2 separate regions of the Sus scrofa genome follow, and region 1 is linked to region 2. Evidence: chromatin contacts called from public HiChIP or PLAC-seq data. All regions are on one chromosome and are shown on one strand. The core of a region is the stretch at or near the end of the contact, and the rest is flanking DNA. Distances in the headings are between cores, read along the strand shown.

Region 1 (6,571 bases), core at 3,176-5,675, 99 kb before region 2:
AGGCTTATACTGCAAATTCTGTCTTACCCTTTTTTTTTCTTTTCCTTTTTTTAGGGCTGCACCCATGACATATGGAGTTTCCCTGGCTAGGGGTCCAATTGAATCAGAGCTACAGCTGCCGGCCACAGCCACAGCCACACCAGATCTGAGCTGCTCTGCAACCTATACCACGGCTCGCGGCAACACCGGATCCTTAACCCACTGAACAAGGCCGGGGATCAAACCTGCATCCTCATGGTTCCTAGCTGGATTCATTTCTGCTGTGTCACAATGGGAACTCCCCATCTCAACTTTTTTTGAGTGGTGGTTCCCATCTCAGTTCCATTTTCCAGGACTTTGCCGTGGTTTCTTGGGTTCGTCCTGTGTGTGCCAGCTCAGGACATGGAATTCCATACACAGAATTAGAGGATCCCCTTTTCCAAATCTCAGGATTTTCCTCAGGACCTTTTCAAGATTTTCCCACTCTCCCCCAACCCCATGCTCTCTGGCCCAAAGGGGACTTTTTCTGGTTCCTCTGGCCAGAAATCTGGATTTCTCTGAGTTTTAGCTACTCATGTCTCCAACGCTGTGCAGCTCCACAAGTGGGGCCCATCTTAAGGCAAAGCTGTAAGAGAGGGAAAAAATGCCAGACATCCTCATATAGGTTGCTTTTCTAAGTTTTGACTCTCCTTCACCATCTGCCTGTGTCTGTTTACTTTTCTGAGTTCTTAGGCACTTTCTTTTCACATTTGCTCCAGATGTTCTTAGTTGTAATTAGCAAGGAAGATGGACTTGAGTGGTTTTAGTCCACCCCAGCTGGAACCAGAAATTCCCCTGCCTGCTTCTCCAAATGCTGTCTTCCACCACTCTCCCGTGACTTACTCTACTCCAGACTTTCTCTTCTGTTTCCCAAATGGCCACTTGTGCCTACAACAAGCCATGGCACTTGTTCTTCCCAGTGTGTAAAATGTTGCCCCACTCTAAAATGTAAACTCTGAACTTTTCTTCTACACCACCATAATTCCACTAGGCATGGAAAGCATGCAACACATACTTGTTGGATGGCTGGTTGGCCTACTTAACAGAGAACCAATTACTTTGAACAGTCCAGGTATTCTACTTCAAGCAAAAGTAATGTACCAGTTTATTCAATCAATGTAATACTAAACTAGAAAATAAAAGAGCTCTCCTTTTGAGTCTTTATATAAAAATGTGTGCCAACATCTTATCATCTTACCTGTCAAGAACTATGCAAGATTCATAGAATTGCTTTCTCTCTTATGGCTCAAATAACTATTAAATATTTCTATTTGCCATTCATTTTGCAGGAGGTATACCTTGTACTGAAGTTTGCTTTTCTTCTGTCAGTAATAAAAAATATTGGCATGACCCCATTGTCCATTTGCTGTTTAGGGTCTGGGGTTTTGTTCACTTTGTGAATTTGATTCTGTTTAACAGGTAGCAGACTGCCTTGTTCCAAACCAGTTCTGCTTACCAGTTGTTACACCTGAGAAATTTAAGTCCTCTGACTTTGTTTTTGTGCAGAAAATAAGATACAACTACCTAAACTTGAAGGGTGTGTAAAGCATGTAAAATACTTACCACAGTGTCTGGCATATACTGCAGGGTCAAAATAATATTTTCCTATCTCTGAACCAGCTTTCCAGTACTGAGTTAATTTGAGCTTCCCTATGCTTTTCTTACTGCTTTCCCTTCTTTTCTTACTTTGGCTTCCTCTCTTTTTTCTGGGCTCTTTTATTTTGATTTCTAGGTAGCTGACTTATCACAGAATTCTCATGAGTTTTATTTATGTGTCTTCAGGTTTTCTGAGGTGGAACTATGTTTAATTTTCTTGAGAAAGGTTCAAGTTGCTTGAGGTCTTCAACTAATTCCCAGTCAAAAATCTACCTCAGTCAATCATGTTCATAGTGATATTTTTGTTTTAACCTTACTGGAGTTTTTATAGAAACAATGGCTTCAGTCTTCTCCAAGGACAGCTAAACATTAAATGATGTCTCTTGAGTCTGGCAAAAGGGAAATTTTACCATATGCCTAACCCTTTACCAAAGACTAAAACTTATTTTCCTTTTCAAACATTCATTTAATATATAGCAATAATAATAACAAACCCACGAATCGTGATGGCTGTACACAGGAAAAAAAGTATTAGATAGCTAATTACTTAAAGAACATTTGTAGTTCCCTTGTTGAGGATAACTATGTAAAATGTTAGACTTTCCTGACAAAGATATCTTCATGGAAATACCAAATAAACCTAAGAAGTTTGTTAATTTTCACATCGGTGCAATTTATTTTATTTTTATTTTTTTGTCTTTTTGCCTTTTCTAGGGCCGCTCCTGAGGCCTATGAAGGTTCCCAGGCTAGGGGTCGAATCAGAGCTGTAGCTGCCGGCCTATGCCAGAGCCACAGCAACACGGGATCTGAGCCGCGTCTGTGACCTACACCACAGCTCATGGCAACGCCGGATCCTTAACACACTGAGCAAGGCCAGGGATTGAACCCAAAACCTCATGGTTCCTAGTTGGATTCGTTAACCACTGCGCCACGACGGGAACTCCACATCTGTGCAATTTAAATACATTTTTCTTCCTTATAGACAACAAGGATTAGAATACCAGGAAATCTCTAATTTCAAAAACATGATTATAATTAGAAAAGGAAGAATAAACATAAGCATAAATAGTATTATCACAGTGAATGTTCTTAGATATTTTAGTGTTTCACAATATCTTCAGGTCACATTTACATATACATATAAATAGAAAAATATAACTAAATTTACCCAAAATTTAAATTCAGATATCTCAAGAAGAGTAAACATCACAGTAAAAACGTGGCTTATATCCTTGAAAATTAGGTTGGAGGTTTACTTATCAATGTTTAAAAGAGAAATTCACAATACTATTGGAATGTAGGGACTTTTGAATTCCAATGAGGTAGGTTCAGGAGATATTCCCAGTATGTGAAGTTTAACCCTTAGGCCAAGATCAATGGATATATGCAGTATTGTTTTTTCAAAATTTACTTGACATTCTTTTCTCATATCGGGGAAACCCATTCAGATACCTCAAATTCTTCTAAAGCCAAGTAAAATGTATTTTTTAAAAAAAGCCTTAGACTCAGGTAAAAACAATGAAAAACTGCCAAGGAAATGTCTTTAAAAACACCTTTTAAAATCCTATTTTTTTAAAAAGAAAAGCTAATAGCATTTTCTTTCAGCATTTTATGTCCAATTATATGTATCATTGCAAATTTCTACCATATCAAATTAATTTAAATATGCCATTTTTCCTCAATCACAAAGTTAAACTTCTTGGATCTCGAAAAGGGATAGAAGCGGGGGCGGGGGGGGGGTCCCTCTTTGTGAAAAAACATCTTTTACCTTTAGATATTTACAAATTTCCAGAGGTTTTTGCTTATGTGTTAAGAATATATAGCACTAGGCCATAAATTTCAATTTTGCTTTTTGTGTAACTGAAAATTTACAACTTGTTTCCCATTAATATATCATAAGTGACATTTCCTTTTAGCTTTACAGAAGTATTTAAGGCCATAACAGAACTTTTAACTTCTACTGGAAAGTGATAGCAAATATTTCTAAAATGCACACACACATTTAGTAAGATCGTAAAAAGAATTTTAAATGAACTCAACTGAGAATAGAGAGAAATGGATTGTTTACATAAATTTTGCCAAACCAATTTAGAAAACAAAATAACTCAGAACATTATGACTATTTTGAGTGGTAGTCTTTATAAAAATTCTCCCTAGATATACCAAATAATAATCTTAAAAACTTAGAATGTAGTTGTACAAGGCCAGAATAAATTTTTACAGAGGATGAGTGCATCTTGTTGATTAAAAGCATGAAAAATTCTAACTACTATTTCAGGGCTCTGTTAAATTCTCAGCTTCCCGGTGAGACCTATTCTGGACTTAACCTATTCAATGCTGCAATCTCTCTATTTCTGCATACCTGGTCTTCTTTACCGACTCCACATTTTCCCCACACAGCACTTATTAACTTATATATGGTATGTTTATTATCCCTCGTTAGAATGTAAGATCCATGAAGATGGGCATCTATTGTTCATCCATTTGTATCCCAAGTACCTAGAACAGTGCTTGACTCATATTAAGTGTTCAGTAACTATTGGGTGACTCACAATTCAGTTTTATTGCATCATGTTTTAAAGTGTCACTTTGCGTTTTGCTTCATTCTCAACTTCCTCTTCCTTGCTCAAGAAAGCCTTCCCTGACCCTTCCAAAGCATTAGTCATAATATAATTAATTACGCTACGGTAAAAAATTGTCCCCAAATCTCAGTGTAAATTAATATCTTGTTTCTTGCTTATGTTAATATCGAACACATTTGATGTTGGAGAATTTGAGGAAGTTCTGCTTCATAGAGTACTTCAAGATCCAGGCTGACAGAGTTGCACCATTTGGAACATGTCATGTCCTCGGTCACTGTAGTAGAGAGAAGCTGAAAGATTGTACAATGGATTTTATTTTCAATGTCGTTCCTTGGAAGTGTCACATCACTTTCACTCCTATTTCATTGGAACAAACTAGTTACAGTGGCCCATCTAACCTCAAGGGGGTGGAATTTAGCAGAGCATATGGAATATTTAGTTATCATAATATCACATATAATTATTTTAATGAAGTCTATTTCCTCTACCAGAGTGGAAACTCCTCAAAAGCAAGAGAGGGTGTCGTTTTGATCTCTAATATATTCCAAACATCTGTTATATAAAGCAGGGATGTGATAAATAATTGTCAAAGTTTAAAATCAGTTATTAAAAATAATTAACTTCTTTAATTTTTTAAGGAAGAAATACTCTCCATAGGAAAGCATTTCTATTTTTTACGTCCATCAGTAGCCAAATGGTATGTGATATAAACATTTCCAATATATCAACTTTGGTTAAATGTGCAACTTAGAAAATAACCCATTAATGCACACAGCAAGATGCTACCAACAAATTCATTAATATGCAAGATTCATTACTGTAGTCAAAGGTCATCCAGGGCTAACATTATTTTCATTATAATGAGTTATAATACTCCACTGAGAACTGTTTGCCTAAATTCAGCTATTTAATCTCTATAATTGGAGTCTAGCACTTTCAAACATCTAATTCACCCACACACCCACAACCTCCCTACACACACAGATGTGTGTGCACACACTTATAAACGGCCCATTAGGGCATTACAATGGAAAAAGAAAATAGAAACTGAAAGGGCATTTGTAAATGTGGGATATCATTTAGACAACTATAGAGAGTAAGCAGAAAATCCTAAAAATATACATAAAACAAAAGCTAGAGTTTGATAAGCTACAGAAACCAGTTTGAAGAATTTTACTACAGTAAACAGATTTGACAAAACTGAAACACTAGAGCCAGAACTACAAGCCTTACTTCACTCCAACACAAACAAAATCTCTAACCATTTTAAGCACAGTGAGAATCCACATGCAACAAAGGTGATATAAATTTTAATTAAAAAATGAAAAATATAAATCCTTCTTAAACACTTCATTAAAAAATATGCAGCTTTATTTTAAAATGTGGTAATGCTCAAAGATGGCAGTTGACTTCACTCATATAGGTAAAAATGTTCTTAAAATATCAATACATTTGTTTATATGTACTGTCCTCCAATTTTTTTTTCCAATTCTCAAGTAACTGTCAAGAGTTGTAGGTTCTAAGCACACCATTATACTATACATGATTAAGTTCCAGAGCCAAAGGCAAACCATTCATGAAATAGTTTTTTGATGTAAGTCTCATGAGTACACAGATTTAAAGTGATAAACCAGCAGTAGCTTTTTTTCTTTTTTGCAAGTGTTAAACTAATTCGCTTTAAATTGAGCCACTGTTCGGGAATCCTAAAAAGTGAAAAGCTCATCCTTTTCCAACCTATAAGGGGAAACAGAAAGGTGATGATAAAATTAACCACCAACATAGTGTTTAACACATTCTGCTTAACACATAACTCCAAAATGCAAATGTTTGAAATGGTTTTTGAAGAGAAACAGCTACGTTAAGCCTGTCTATACTAAATGAATGTAACTGTTCTATTTACTTAGACATGTACCATTCTGACGCCAACAATATTTAAATGTCCATGATTGATCCACTGATTTGGAAAGGGCTCTTAATAGCTGCACATAGTCTGCACCTGTAGCATTAGAATCCAACCACTGTTCATTTTCTGATATAATTTAACATTCTACAAATCCATGATGGAAGTACTAAGCTTAAAGGCTTTGAGAGGATGCACAGTACAGAATTCATTTCTTAAAGAAAACATACACATGAATATTCAAACAAAATATGTGTATAATCACTAGAGTATTAATAATGGCTATGTTTCCAGGTAGTGGGATTATGAATGATGATTTCTTGTTGTTGCTGTGGAAAAGTATTCTCAAAATAGCTAACTTAAGAACCAAAGGTTATCACCACCAAGGAAACTATTTTGTTCTTCACTGACTTCACATTACAAACGTTTAAAGCTACCAACAAATATAAATTTGTCAGAGTGGCTACATACACTC
Region 2 (7,091 bases), core at 3,026-5,525:
GACACAAACTTATCAAACAATAAAAATACAAGAAAAGCCTAAAGTTTCCCTGAAATCTGAAGACAATGAATTATTGTCTCATGTTCAGTGCTACTTTCAGACTACCATTAAGGATAAAACTCTACCAACAAATTACTTTTAGAATAATTCAATTTTGCAAAAAAAATATTGTCTTCAATTTTCTTGAGAAATCATTTCATTATTAATCTTTATCAGATAAAAATACTCCAATCACTACGCTCATGAAAGAACTTAACTTTGAACAGGCTGGCTTCTGAAATTGAGCAACCTGCTAGAGACAAAGCCTTCAATGGCCATTTTAATTTTTCCCCCTACAATAAAAACAAAACACTAAAGTGAAACCAAGCAAACCAAAGTGCTTTGGTATATCAAAATTATTGGAAGTGTAACTATCAAAAGAGCAAGCCCAGTTACTGACTTTCCTAAGTGATTTTTTTATATATATCATCATTTGGCTCAATAAAACCACAACTCTAGAAACTAAATGTTATTAGTCATTTGATGCAATATATGATACTGCTTTCTATGCATACCATAACTAAGAGGACAGTTTTAGAGAAAGTTATAAGTCATAAATTTCAGACATAGAGGCACACATTTTCTGAAATCAGAGGAGAAATGGCCAATCAACTTACTGCTCATATATAAGAATCTGGTAGGAAAATGTTAGTCTTATAACTCTGATACGTTTAAATCAAATGGGTATAGCAAAAGTAGCATAAACATACTGTGAATATTAAAAACAATCTAATAAACAGCATTCTGGAAAATTTTTTGAATGGAGGCTTATTTTAAAAAGTTAAACAGTTAATTAATGTGTTCCTATATATTCAGATGACTGTCAGTTTACGCCAACAGTAGACTATTTTTGAAGTAAGTTACAAATCAGAAGAGTTTTTCCGTAATTAACTTCTGGGTAAGCGGGTCAAGTTCAGTCTCAGTAAAGTTTTCAATTAATGCAACTTTAAAATTTCCAAATATTCTTTTTAAACATTCTTTTTTAACTTAACAGAAAACGGTTACCTTGTGTGCGTGGTAAAGCTATTTCTTCAGTAATTTTATCTTCATTTCAAAACAAATACTTCGAGTAAATTAGCTGTGCACACTATGTGCACATACATAACCCGAAGGAATAAAATCTCTCCAGATATACAACGTTTGATTCAAAAAAACTCCCCCACAATTTTTAGCTGTACATATATAAACACTTTAGTCTCACTTTACCTTTAGGAGAGATGTTTACTGACAGTTGCTAAGAAACCACTTTTATTAAAGAATATTAACACTTATAAAACTACATAGTTTTAACTAAATATTGTCAACTAGTAAAATTCATACCACCAAATTTCTTATCTTAATAGAGGCTTAAAAAAATGCTTCAGTCACCTCAGACCAGTAACTTAATCCTGTCTCATGTCTATACACTGGCCTTTCGTAACTCTCAATTTCTGATACTTTTCATTCTGCAAAAAAGGGCTCCATTCCCATCCTTGATCAAAGCCAGCTTATTATACCTGAAACTGCAAAGATTAATGCCTTTTGATAACCAGCATCTTTTGAAGTACAAGGGCCTGTTAGACAACCAATACTATACACTATTGAAATTCTTGGGTTTCTATCTTATTCAACAAGCTGACTCAGTAAATTTAAGACACCGTATGGAAAAAGCGGAACACACCTACAATCTGAAGCTGGAGTAATCCACTCTTGCCAGTCTGATTATTAGCTGATAAATTGTACTTGACATTCTACACAAGTCAGAGTAAGATTAACGGATACCCAAAGGTGTCAGAGGACATGATACCTAAATAAGGTGAGCAGCAATTCTGGCATCACAATAATACTTAAATTTCAAGTGAAACTGAAGTTTAATCTCTGCAATCACCATTTGCTACACACTATACCCTTCAACCTATACAACCTTATCATCTGGGATCAAAAACCACTCAATCTCCATTCTACTACTTGTCACAAGAGCACTGAATATAAAATGCTACTGAATTGCAAATTTCATATCCTATCCCATATCACCCCAATGGGGGGAGGGGAGCAAATTTAACAAAGATCTAATAAGAACGATTTATGAGATATACCACGGCACTATTGATTTCAAGCTACAAAACTTCCACATGCAGTTCAAAGTTGTAATTAACTTTGTTTTAACACACAAACCTACTTTTGCCTTCAAATGAGCACCATATATGCTAAAATGATTCTCTCTAAAGTTATGCAAATCAGTTCACAACTCACATTTTAAAAGAATCTATCAATGCAACCCAGGAAACTCAAAACAATCACTGCAAGATTCTGATGCAATATGCGTACGTGCAACACTAATTTTCATTTTAATCTGATCTATACCCTTGATCTAGGGCCTAAAGCCAAGATTTAATCGAAATATGCTCAACCTCAAAGCATCTACTTTTCTGTTCATTTAATAGACCGGATTACCGAGCTCACTAATCCACTAACACTGTACTGTATTCTGTATTAACGGACAATAGCCCTTAGGAAGAGACCCCGTAGACAGACTAAGAAACCCATGGGCGCCTTGACACTTGCAACCAAGCAAGAGTTCTGTCTAGATGAACACACCCTAGGCTGAATGCATTCAAAAGCAGCACAAAATATACATGATCTAGAAATCTGATTAGGGTTAAATGTTATAGTCACCCAAACTATGGACATTTTTCGCATCCGTCTACTCCCACGTTATAAGAGCGAGTGACAGAAAAGCAAAGAGGAGCAGCAGCCACAGAAATGGATACAGGTCAAGTCTAAGTCGAATCCATCCTCTTGATATCTCCTTTTGTTTCTGCTAACGATCTCTTTGATGATGGCTGTCATGTCTGGGAGTCTGTGGCTGAAGAAAAAGGAGGAGAGAGATGGCAGAAGCTGCTGGTGGCGGGGCTTCTTCTGCAGGATGGAAATGGCTCTGGACTTGGCGGTAGCTGATGCCCCTCGCTCTGCTGCCGCTTGGCTCTGGACCGCAGCCGGGTAATGGCTGCTGCGGCGGCTGCTGGATGGTTGCAGCGACTGGGCCTGCTTCTCCTCAGCAGCCAGAGATCTGGCAGCGGCGGCAGCGGAATGGGGAGAAGACGAATAATCCTCGGAAAGGCTGCCTCCTCCGGCGGCCTCTGGAGCCCGGGCCAGGGGGGGTGCGGCGGCGGCGGAGGGGAGGTTTAAAACCGGCCCGGGTCCCTGGATGTGCCGCCGCCGCCGCCGCCGTGTTGGAGGCAGTAAGAGGGGAGAGACCAACTCTCCGGCGTTCCCAGCCCTGGAAATGATGACAGGCGACTCCGACCCCCTCCCCGGAGCTGCAGCCGCCGCCGCCGCCGCCGCCGCCGCTTCTCCCCCCCGCTCCAGGAGCGGGAGGTGCCGCCGCCGCTCCTCAGCCGGCTCCCGCCCGAGCCCACGGCTTCCACCGTCCCTTTCAGAAGAAGCCGAGGAAGAGGCTGCACGGTTAGAAAAGAGGACGAAGAGGAGGCGAGAAACGCCGCCGCTGCCGCCGCCGCCGGCCGGCCGGCTCCCCGAGGGCGCTGCCCCCGCGGCTGCTCACAGGCGTTGAGAGGGGCTCTGGGCCGCGGCCGCCGCCGTCTCTCATCTCCTTCGCCTGAGCCCGGTCTCGCCTCACAGCGGCCCAACTCTCAAACTTCCATCATGGCTGCAGCTTCCGAGAGGAGAGAACTGAGCGCAGCCGCGTCCCGGCTCCGAACGGGTATCCTGCCGCAGTGCACAAAGAGTCCCGCCACATCACCGCCCGCCAGCCTGCCCGCCCCCTCCGCCGCCGCGCTAGGGGCAGGGGCGCCTGGGAGCCCGAGGGGAGGCGGGAGGCGGGAGGCGGGCCGGACCGCGCCAGGGGAGAGACGCGCAGGGCAGGGCTGGGGTTTTAGGGAGGGGGCAGAAGCGGCAGCTCTGGTGCGAGCGCCGAGTCCCCAACCTGCTGGCGCCACTGAGCATGCCCAGTATGACTGCCCGGGGCTCGCTCGGGCTTGTTCCGAGGCCCCCTCCTGAAGCTGCACTTGCTGCGGCTGCTTCTGCAGCAACGCAGGGTGGGGGGACGAGCTGAACCATAGCCTGTGCCCAGCAACGCAACCCGAGGCAGAATAGGCTGTTGCGAGCGAGACAGGGGGGTTAAGGTGAAGGCTGAGGCAGGTTCTTTGAGCAGTGTCACTGACGCGAGTCTGAGGTTACCTGTGCACAGGTGGGAAAGACCAGGTGACTGCGCTGGTAGTGTACCGGGAAGCGCAAGGATGGTCCCTACAGCGAGGACACCTCTCCCCTTGCCCCCAGATTTCCCTGGCACGGCCTGCAACCCCCCGTCCTTTTGCACCGCTGTCGGATCACAATCGTTCGCAGGGATTTGACTGCAGCAGCCTCTGCCAAAAAATCCACCTATCCCCCACCCCCACCCGTGTCCTCAAGGTGTCAGTCTTAATACAAAGAATCCCCTATTGTGTCTCTAGTGTGTATCACCTCATCCGGCTCCCTTGCATCGCCCCACCTCCCGCTTCCCCGGCAACCTGGTTCATTTGCCCTAAAATTGAAAGGTCCAGCAGAGCGTGCTGAATATGAACACATCGCCCCTGAATTTCTAGATCCCAAAGGACAAATGTCCAGGTGAAATGAAAGCTGATACCCGACGCTGGGATGCACCCCAGCCCCCTGGAGAGCAGAGAGCATCTCTCCCCTCGGGGTTCCAGTAGGGTTCACCGCGTCGAACTGAGCCAAAGACTCCTCGCCCCGCCCCCTTTTGGGCCGCTGTGAAAACCTGGCTGGCTGGATCGCCCCGGGGCCCGGTTCCGCGCTCCACCACCCGGGCGGAGACTCGGGTTGCTGGGCCGGAGAGTGAAGTACGCGACGGTAGGAAGCTGCAGCCCCGGCGAGTGGGCGGAGCCGAGGAGACCGAGGAGGGTTCAAAAAGAGGTGGAGGGATATACGGGCCACAGTCGGAACTACTTTCAGGGGGAGGTCACGTGTGATCCTAGTTGGGGAACTTTCCAAATTCCCACTCCCATTTGATAACTCCAGAGGCAAGTGTTTCGCTTCTTTTGCCCAGAGGGCTCCCGCCTTTCAGAAGCAGAGGGACCCCAGAGCCTCCTGGGTCTTGGTGGAAAGACAGGTTCAGACGAGCCTCCCGCTGAAGCGCTGTCGGGACTGGAGCCTGAGGAGCTGGTTACACAAGCACCCACATCCAAGCACGTGCCCCCGCCTCCCCTCGCCTTGGTCGCTGCCGTTGATTCTTGCAAATCTTAGAGCGAGACTTCCCAAACTGGTCGCACCCTTCGCCTGCTACCCCCAGAGCAAGCTAGAGGCCGGAAAACTGAGACTCCGCGTTCTAGATTCCCTAGCACCGCGACTTCTCAAACCCTGGGGGTCTGGAGCTAGTACACTACCCCTTAGGGCGAAACTTTCAGGTACTGTATTCTTGGGGCAAAAGGGTATCTCCGGGCAGCAGCCCGCTGCGTGAATTTAACGATGTTGCAACAAACTTTGTCACTGCCTCTGAGCTGGTGAGCGTGCCCCACCTACTGTAGACTCAGCCAAGTGACTTATCTGGTCGGAGAACCTAGTCAATGGCCTTCAGCCCAGAACAAACTTGTCAAGTCTGCTTACTTGGGACTGATAGACCTATCCCGTGAGGGAGCTGATTCAGAAAGGCTGACAACCAGAGCGCATTGACCAGCTGCAAAGTGAATTGTCCACCTTCGTTTGGAGAGGGTGGGCAGCAATACCAACCTAGAATTCCTTCTTTCTATCCCCTAGGAAGTAGAATTCAAGTAGAATTCGAGTCCAAAAGTATTTAAGTTGATAGGTTGAGGTACTAATAGTCTTTTAGATCTGAGAGAATGGAATCAGTTTGCATTTGTATTGCTGTAATTTTGAGTAGGTGCCTAGGAAGGTCTAAAGAGGATTTATTCAGTGTAAGAGAAAGAATATGGTATATGAGCACATTACAGTTGCAGGCAGCCCCTGAAGACTAGAAACCCCAAGAGAGCTAGTTTAGAAGCCACAGACCATTACCTAATTCCAGGACTACTAATTAAACCAGGGATATTTACACTATTCTTAGAGATCTCTGAGGTTCCATAAAACTTTAAATTTACATGCAACCTCCTTTTAAGACAGCGCTTCAAGAGTTAGCCACCTGCTGAATCTTCAGTGTTGGTAATTATTGGAGACTGGTTTTGTGTATGGTCCTGGTCAGCCTAGGGGAAGAAGAGGCCACGAATGGAAAAAGAAATAGAGAGCAGCCTAGAAAGAGTAGAAGAAAGGCCTCTAATTGGTTTCCAAAGATGAAAATCTTGGAGTTCCCGTGGCTTACCAGGTTAAGGATCCAGTGTTGTCACTGCAGCTGCTGTGGCATGGGTTCGATCCCTGGCCTGGGAACTTCCACATGCTGTGGGCATGGCAAAAAAAAGAAAGAAAGAAAATGAAAATCCTGTCCATGCAGCCTAGTGTAAGCTAGAGATTTCTTTATTTTATAAATCACCAAGAATAAGAACTTCCTGATTTCTAGGTGTTCCAAGAGATTGAATGATAAGAACCTGAGAGCTATGTTCAAATGCTTAAGGAGGAAAGAGAAAATGAAGATAAAGTTAAATGAAGTGAAGTGATTAGGGAGGGTTAAAACATCCCATGTTTTTTTCTCAGGTTACTGATCTTGTCCCCAAGAGTTCCTGTTATTAGCACTGCCCTACTTTGCCCAGACCCCTCTGCCCCGCCTATGTGAAGATTAGTCTCACAGTATCTGAGACTAATACTGTCTCAGAACTGAAATCCACTTCCTGGGAAGAAAATGGATTCATTCCTGCCCTGTTGGAGTTAGACATGAGGAGAGAGAATCCTTTCCAATTCTCGTGGCTCAAGTTACTCTGGTGCAGAGAGGGTGGGCATCACCAGCATTAAAGTGCTGGATTATGAGACTGGACTACAAGCACTTCAATCTGCTGAAGGAAGAAAATGGGAAATAAGTTTTGCTGCTATTCTAAACATCAAGTCCCTCTACTTCTCTCTAGTGGTGAGTGAAAGGACCACCAATGTTGGCAGATAACTGGCCAGCCTTACAG

What was found. HiChIP or PLAC-seq counts read pairs in DNA pulled down with a chosen protein or histone mark.
Region 1: an H3K27ac HiChIP or PLAC-seq map of alveolar macrophages shows a contact between it and region 2. The contact joins the enhancer-like site here to the promoter of KLLN in region 2. A contact is called at or near these places in 1 of 5 promoter capture datasets (liver), 6 of 47 Hi-C or Micro-C datasets (alveolar macrophages, blood, embryonic fibroblasts and 3 more) and 1 of 2 datasets of contacts at active chromatin or transcription factors (alveolar macrophages).

The regions. Positions count from the first base shown.
Region 1 is chr14:100,026,050-100,032,620 of Sscrofa11.1, reverse strand. No RefSeq gene overlaps it. Among named protein-coding and RNA genes, the nearest start is that of PTEN, 99 kb to the right of the region's middle. Within about 2 kb of position 4,425, at least 5 of the 83 cell types and tissues checked have an H3K27ac peak or open chromatin away from gene starts, as enhancers often do. A contact at or near this core is called in alveolar macrophages, where this site is marked.
Region 2 is chr14:99,926,071-99,933,161 of Sscrofa11.1, reverse strand. It overlaps KLLN (killin), which reads left to right and starts at 4,275. Exons shown (of 3, transcript XM_021073704.1): 1 at 4,275-4,358; 2 at 4,728-4,916; 3 at 4,919-7,091. The coding sequence starts at 4,275. The coding sequence ends at 5,491. PTEN (phosphatase and tensin homolog) reads right to left here and starts at 3,106. Exons shown (of 9, transcript NM_001143696.1): 1 at 2,790-3,106. The coding sequence starts at 2,868.